Linked DNA regions of Mus musculus: region 1 is linked to region 2. A link is a contact called in public HiCAR-type data. All regions are on one chromosome and are shown on one strand. The core of a region is the stretch at or near the end of the contact, and the rest is flanking DNA. Distances in the headings are between cores, read along the strand shown. Region 1 holds the start of Dgkh (diacylglycerol kinase, eta). Region 2 holds the start of Rgcc (regulator of cell cycle).

Region 1 (3,443 bases), core at 213-2,712, 570 kb after region 2:
TACTGGATGCTTCTGGCCTCCATGAGAATTCGCACTCATATGCGCAAACCCACACACAGACACAGACACCTAAGTGAAAAAGAAAAGTCAAAAAAAAAAAAAGTAACAATATGCTTGAAAAAGAGAAGTTCGCTTCCGGTCTGGGATAGCTCAGTCGGCAGGTAGAATGCTCACCTAGATGGAATGAAGGGCTGGTTTTGAGTGAGCCCCAGTGTTCAGCTGTGATCCCAGGGCTGAGGTAAACGCAGCATGGTCAGACTGCTCACTCACCCCACTTAAACCTCATTCAAAGTAAATGAAGGACAGGCTATTTAGGCAGCAGGTTGGAGGCCACTGAACAAAGCATAGTCACTAACAAAGAAGACCCAACAGTCCAAGGGCCCATTTAAAGGAGAGATTCAGGAATGCAAATTTAGTCAGTCAAGTTATAGAAAGTGAGGGCTGGAAACCATCCAGTGGCTTAGCTCTCTCCACAATCCTTAGGTGACCTTTATGAGTGTAGCTTCAGCGGAATATTAGCCTCGGAAATTAGTATGACGTGGGAGCATGCTGGATCAAGTAGTGTTTTGATTTTTCGGTTTCAAAACGTGTGAATTCATCTGTCTACCAGACTAAGGGCCAGAAGATGGTGCTGGCAGGAGTCTGAAGTCCACGAGAGAGGAAATGACCCATGCAAATGCAGTCACTGCTCGGTTTGCAACTAGATGGAAACCATCTTCACTGCCAGTAAAGATGATTTCAGGAAAGATGATTTAAAAAATTGCTTGTTGCAATTTTCATTTTCTTTTTCCCGGAGAGCAGCAGGAGAGACAGTTGACATTTGAGCTCTCTCTCGGAACTGCCCCTGTCCCTAATTTGAGCAGAGCGCTCACAGCGGACCACAGACCGGCTCCTTAGCTGGTTTTCTTTCCACGAAATCTTTCAGCCATAGAAAATGAACAAAAGCAGGGCTCCCCAGACAGCCCAGCCAGACATCTCAGCTGCCGGAATAGGTGCTTGGGAGTGGCTCAGGGGTGCGAAGCGCAGCCTCGCTCTGTTGAAGCCAGGTACTGTCCTGGGCAATTGGCTCCAGGTTTAGCTCCCGAGGCGGCCGTCGGGGGCTACAGGCACCCGTGGCGAGGGATGCCAAGGGGAAAGGGTGCCAGGTTCCGCTCGTCCGGCGCAAGCTACTCATCCCCGACATCCCCCGATTCTTCTGGCGATCCGGGCCCCGCGGCGCGGTTGCCTCTTTTAGCCGCACCACTGCCCGGTGCCCGTGACCACCCGGTGGCTGCTTTCGGTTCCGCGCCTTATATGGCCTGGCAGGGGGGTCACGTGCGTCCCGGGCCGCCCGCCGGGAGGGGCCGCTGGGGGAGGGGCGGACGGCGGGAGAAAAGGGGAGGGAGTCGGAGGCGGAGACAGGAGAGAGAGAGGGGCGGATTCTGCGGCCGTGGGAGGCGGCGGCGGCTTGAGGAGCCGAGCGCTCGCCGCCGCGCCGTGGAGCGGGACTCAGGCGGCTGCGGAGGCGGTGGCGGAGGAAGGGACCGGCGCGGGGGCGGGCGAGCGCGGCGGAAGCCAGAGAACGCGGGAGGGCCCGTGGCTGGCCCCGGGCAGGAGCCAGGGCGGCAGCGACAGCGATCCCAGCGAGGGAGGCGCAGGCAGCGGCGGCGGCAGCGACAGCGATCCCAGCGAGGGAGGCGCAGGCAGCGGCGGCGGCAGCGGCGGCGGCAGCGGCAGCGGCAGCGGGGGCCGGTGTCCGTGCGCCCCGGCGGCCAGCGGGCGCGGGCCGGCGCGATGGAGCCTCAGCACGTGCGCCCCGTGCTTGGAGCCCAGAGCCCGGCCTGGGAGGAACCGGTGGGTACCGCGCCCGCGCCCACCCCTCCCGCTTGTCCTTGCTCCCTGCCTCCCCCTCCCGGCCCATGTTCCGTTCAGGAAGCGGTCCGGGATGAGGTCCCCAGCTGCTTCCCAGCCGGGGCAGCGCTTCCTCCGGCGCCCGGGCTCCTCCTTGCTCGCCGCCCGAAGCGCCTTTGTCCGGTCGGCCTCTGGCGACGGTCCTTAGAGGACCGTTTCCGCGCTTCATCCTTTTCCCAACTTTGCACTTCATTCCCGAGTGTGGCGCGGCGGCCCGGGGAGTGGAGGCGACGGGGTTGCGCGGTCAGCGGGTGGCGCCGGGAGGAGACGGGGCTCACCTCTTGACCGCGCCCTGGCAGTCACCTGGGCACGCAGGTTCCCAAGGACCGCCGCCTGTGGAGGCTGGTGGCTGCCAGAAGCCCAGAGCCACGCCTCCGACTCGAGTGGCCGCGGCTGCCCTGAACAGTTCCGAGGGTCAGGGGACCTGGACCGGGATCCAGCCACCGGCTAACTTCGCTTTCGCCTGGATCTCACAGCACACGCCACGCGTAGATTGAGTCACTTTAGGGGCTCAGAGTGTTGCGTGTGAGAAGAGTCGAGGTCTTTGGATTTATTCCCTAAACTCCTTTAACTTATTTCTTGCACCTCAAACTGAGCCGTCTGTTATCCATCCATCCCTTCAGGGATTCCTCCCAGGAATCCCCGTCCTGCGTAGACCCTTGTAATCTTGAGTGGGCAATGAATTTTGGCTCTGCATACCCTATCTACGTATTTCTTAGTCCTTTTTGATTGACGTTGTGAACCGTCTCAAAAGCCTGGTCCAAAATTTCTGGCTTCATCCTTGCTGCGGTGCTGTTCTGATGATGTTTTCCCAGGGACTTCCTGAGTCTGCTCAGGCGGGCCCTCTGCCTGTTGAGAGCTTGTAGGTCAGGTGCCAGGCTTGCTTCTCCTTTTCTTACCCATAGACTTCCAGCCGGTTTGCCAGGGTACGATTCGCTGCCTCCTGCTTCCTGACCTTTCAGGAGTGTCCTTCGACTTTGATCCATCTGCAACTGCTTTTGCTTTTGTGAGTTTGCACGTTAGGTAGCCCATCTGTTCGTGTTCTATTGCGATCATCATTAGGGAGTAAGCTATTCTTGGTTAAAAATACAATTCATTCAGTCTTGACATTTAAGATCATTGGGAATGAAATCCAGCGACCTGTTTTGAACTTTACTAAATAAAATCCTATCAGCTTCCACCACTTACAGCGGGAAGCTCCAAGTCATGTGTAGTGCTTTTTGGGTGCTGAATGCTAGGACTTCACCGCAGTTAGAAAATTAGAGAACCTCCGGCTTTCTTCTCCAAAGTGCTAAGAAACAGAGTGCTTTCTTATTCTCCTAGAAAATCTTCAGTGCTAGTCTCGCCACATGAACGTTTAAAGCTAAAACCTTCACAGAGAAGCGAGATGGAGCAGGAGCAGTGGCTAAATGTTGAACTCTTCAAAACTTGGCGTATGTAAGTGGCTAAGGCATTTTATTAGTTCAGCAGATATTCTTATCCAACACCTATCGTGTTCTGAGATTGTTGGGCAAGCTGTTAACTCTCAGACAAGCTTTGTCCCCAAGAACCTT
Region 2 (3,552 bases), core at 26-2,525:
GGTCTGAGGATGAGCCTTCAGACTCAGGGCTCACCCATGCTAGGCAAGCACTTTATTGCTAAATCATATTCCCAGGCCCCAGCTAGCCCCTTACTTTACATTAATTTAGTGGTGTGTGTGTGTGTGTGTGTGTGTGTGTGTGTGTGTGTGTGTATGTGTGTGTGTGGTGTGTGTGTGGTATGTGTGTGTGTAGCATGTGCATATATGCACACAAGGCGTATGTTGTGCCGGACAAGATCAGAGGTCAACCGCAAATGTGATCGATTCCCTGGGCACTGCCCACCTCCATTTTTAAGATACAGCTTTTCATTGACTTGGAGTTCTCACTTTGGGATTGGCTGGGGAGTCCCAGGGATTTGCCAGCCTTTGCCTCTCAGGGCTGGGATTATAAGTGGTGTCCATCTAGTTTGGATTTTTTAATGTGGATTTTGGGGCTTGAACTTGGATCTTCATGCGTGCACAGTAAACTCTTTACAGACAGGATTGTACTATGTAGGGTTTTTTTTCTTTTCTTTTCATGCAGTAGTCCTCAAATCTCCACTCTCTTGCCTAGACCCCCTTCTACCATCCTCCTTAGGGCTGGGACTATAGGCGCAGGCCACCAGCAGGCCTCTTATTTTACGTTTAATAACTACCTGGGGCAAAGGGCTGTTGGTCACCTGAGGCAGGAATTCTACTGGGCTGTGCTAAGGATGGACGCTCAATCATACGGACCCTATACCAGAATGCATCTGTCCATGTGGTACTCTGCGCTCAAAGATCATCTCAATTGAAGACTGCATTCACCTCAACCCACTGCCCTCAGCTGTCCACTCTGTCCACGCACAACCTTATAAATTCCTTGAGAAAAGTCAGATGGAGGACTGGTTCTTTGCAGAGGCTACTGAGGCCCTTGGCTCCTTTATTTTTGCAGCAAACAAGGAGGCTTTCTGCATGTGCAGTTCCATTTCATAGATGAGGCTCAAGGAGGCTCAGCCAGAAGGCGGGAAACAGGGTAAACTCTTGGAGAACTCTGATGCCCGCAAAGACACTTCCTTGGGTCGGGTTGTCAGGGTGGTAGAGAAAGCGGCGGGTAAATATTTGGGGCGGTATCCTGGACTCCGGCGACACCCGTCACTGCGGTTCTTCAGAGGCCAGCGCGTGGCTAGGGCGGTGCCGGGAGTAGGGGGTGGAGGGACAGGGGCGTCCCCTAGGTCGTCTGGGACTTACTCAGCAGCCCCGCCCCGCCCCGCCCCTGCCGGTGGCTATAAGACGGAGTAGCCGGCGGGTGGCGCGGCTCAGGCGAGTAGCTAGCGCTCAGGCTCGGCAAGGAGCAAGGCAGAGGCACCGGAGCAGACTGCAGTGCAGGCGGCAGCCACCAGGGCCAACACCTCGCAGCATCTCTGCTACGCGTGTCACTGAGCAACTTCTCCATGAAGCCGCCCTCAGCGCAGAGCAGTCCCGCGGCGGTCGCGGCCGCAGGTGAGTGCCTATTTGGAGGTGTCTTCTCCACCTCTGCGCCCCGGGATCGAAGCCAGGGACTGCGTCCACGCTAAGCTACACTCTCAGCTCCGGGGCCCCTGAGAGCTGGAGCCTGCAAGTAGGGGCGAGAGAACAGAGGTCGCTAAGGTCTTCTTCCACTGCCCACCCTTCTGTCCTCCATCACCCTGGCATCCCGTCTCCGGATCGCTCGTCCGATGCAGGTTTAGTTTGGTTTTCCACGCGGGACAAGGAACCGGAGTCTGACACGTAACGGGTGCCTGCTGACTCAGACTTCCCGCCGCCACGCGCTCCAGGGAGCGAGCGTGGGCAACAGTAGGAAAGCGCGTGGGGTGGGCTAGGTGACTTCCAGACTTTCAGCTCAACCCACGGAGGCTTCTTCTCCTCCGTGTCTGGTGACAGGCGCTTTAGAGGGTGGTTGGGAGGTTACGGAGTAACTGACTGCGTGGCTGTCACTGGCAAAGGCAGAGTGGAGTTCTAGGGAACGCTGGCCGCCCCTCCAGATGCCCTCTGTGCCCTCCCTCCCCTAGCCCCGGCCATGGACTCCGCGGCCGCTGCAGACCTGACCGACGTGCTGTGCGAGTTCGACGCGGTGCTGGCCGACTTCGCGTCGCCCTTCCACGAGCGCCACTTCCACTATGAGGAGCACCTAGAGCGCATGAAGCGGCGCAGCAGCGCCAGCGTCAGCGACAGCAGCGGCTTCAGCGACTCGGAGAGTAAGTGAAGCCCTGTTGAAGTCAGTAATCCTCAGACTCAGGCTTCCTAAAGCTCTAGATTCACCTGGGTTATCTTTAAACTGAGGCACGACATCTGGGGAAAGTCAGACCCGGGGATCTGCACGGCTCTGAGATGCCTGAAGAGTTGACTTTCTGAGTCGTTAGCCCAGATGTGCGGGGGTCATTAAGGCGTTCTTGGGGAGAGAGGTACGAGGGTGGGTGGGTGGCTCTTAAAGAGCTGTGGGTCTACCTGTCACGGCAGGTGTGTACCATGAGGCCTGAGGGTTTGTGCAGTCAGCCAGAACTCCTGGGAGTCCAGCCAGGCCTTCCAACCTTTTCCCGCCTTTCTACCCACTCTTCGCTCTTCATTTTTTTTTTTTTATTTTATTTTATTTTGAGACTCTCCCAAGGTGATCTATGTAGCTGCGGGTGACCTCGAACCTCTCTGATCCTCTTTCCTCGGGCTTCAGGGTGCTGGGGTGACAGTGCAATGCCACCACATTTAGGCACATCAGTTTATAGGCAATGCTGGGGGTCAGACCTAGGGCTTCTTGCACGCTAGGCAAACACTAGACCAACAGCACCCTCCCTTTCCTTTTCCAGAATGGGTGTTGGGGAACATGAGGACACGAGTGAGCACAAGAATGAAACATTTGTGAAACCAAAATGGTTTCATAAGCTGCTGTTTTTGGAATGCTTGAAATAACTTCGTTCACTTTCTGCCTAGCTCCCAGGCTCTTTCGCCACTCCAGGCACTTTTGAAACAGTCTCCCGCTGGGCTGCTGAGTTCAAGTACAGGGTTTCAGGCACGCCCACCCTCCAGGTTACCCACAGAAGGTCATCCTAGTAACCTTTTCCACATTGCCTCTGGAGAGGGGAAGGGGGAGGGGAGGGGGAGGGGGAGGGGGAGGGGGAGAGAGAGAGTTAGTTTTCAGTAACTCAAGTGACCTGCAAGAACAGTGAATTTGGTGACCTTTTATTTATTATTATATAATTGTTTTCAAATCTTGGCTTATTCACTGTTTTTCAATGTGAACTTTAAATTCTGTTTGTTCTTGTGCCCTTAGTCCCTAGATACAGGCTCAGACATCACCAATTGTGCTGTCCCCAACTCTGGGAGTAAAAGTCACATTGCTGTTTTGAAATCTAGAAACATTTTCCTTTGTTACTAGGTGAAGATTCTGAGCCTGAGCTGTCCTCCTGAGAAGGGATGATGTTTGACATCCAGGTCAGGATTTGAATCTGAAACCCAAGCTCTGGTTTGATTTTCCTTAGCCACCTACACAGATCACCACGTGACTTAGGGGGCGAAGGGGGAGGGAAGAGGGCTGGTGAGCTGTTCATTTCCATTTAGAAC

Evidence for each region. HiCAR-type assays count read pairs that join an accessible place to other places.
Region 1: a contact with region 2 is called in a HiCAR-type map of astrocytes, with 3 times the contacts expected there. The contact joins the promoter of Dgkh here to the promoter of Rgcc in region 2. A contact is called at or near these places in 4 of 39 promoter capture datasets (cranial neural crest, embryonic stem cells and hippocampal neurons), 8 of 484 Hi-C or Micro-C datasets (B cells, Th1 cells, cortical neurons and 3 more), 14 of 115 datasets of contacts at active chromatin or transcription factors (astrocytes, bone marrow-derived macrophages, effector CD8 T cells and 9 more) and 2 of 9 other capture datasets (adipose tissue and liver).

Annotation. Positions count from the first base shown.
Region 1 is chr14:78,730,748-78,734,190 of GRCm38.p6, reverse strand. Dgkh (diacylglycerol kinase, eta) reads left to right here and starts at 1,462. Exons shown (of 30, transcript NM_001081336.2): 1 at 1,462-1,833. The coding sequence starts at 1,774.
Region 2 is chr14:79,299,358-79,302,909 of GRCm38.p6, reverse strand. It overlaps Rgcc (regulator of cell cycle), which reads left to right and starts at 1,275. Exons shown (of 5, transcript NM_025427.2): 1 at 1,275-1,461; 2 at 2,010-2,195. The coding sequence starts at 1,413.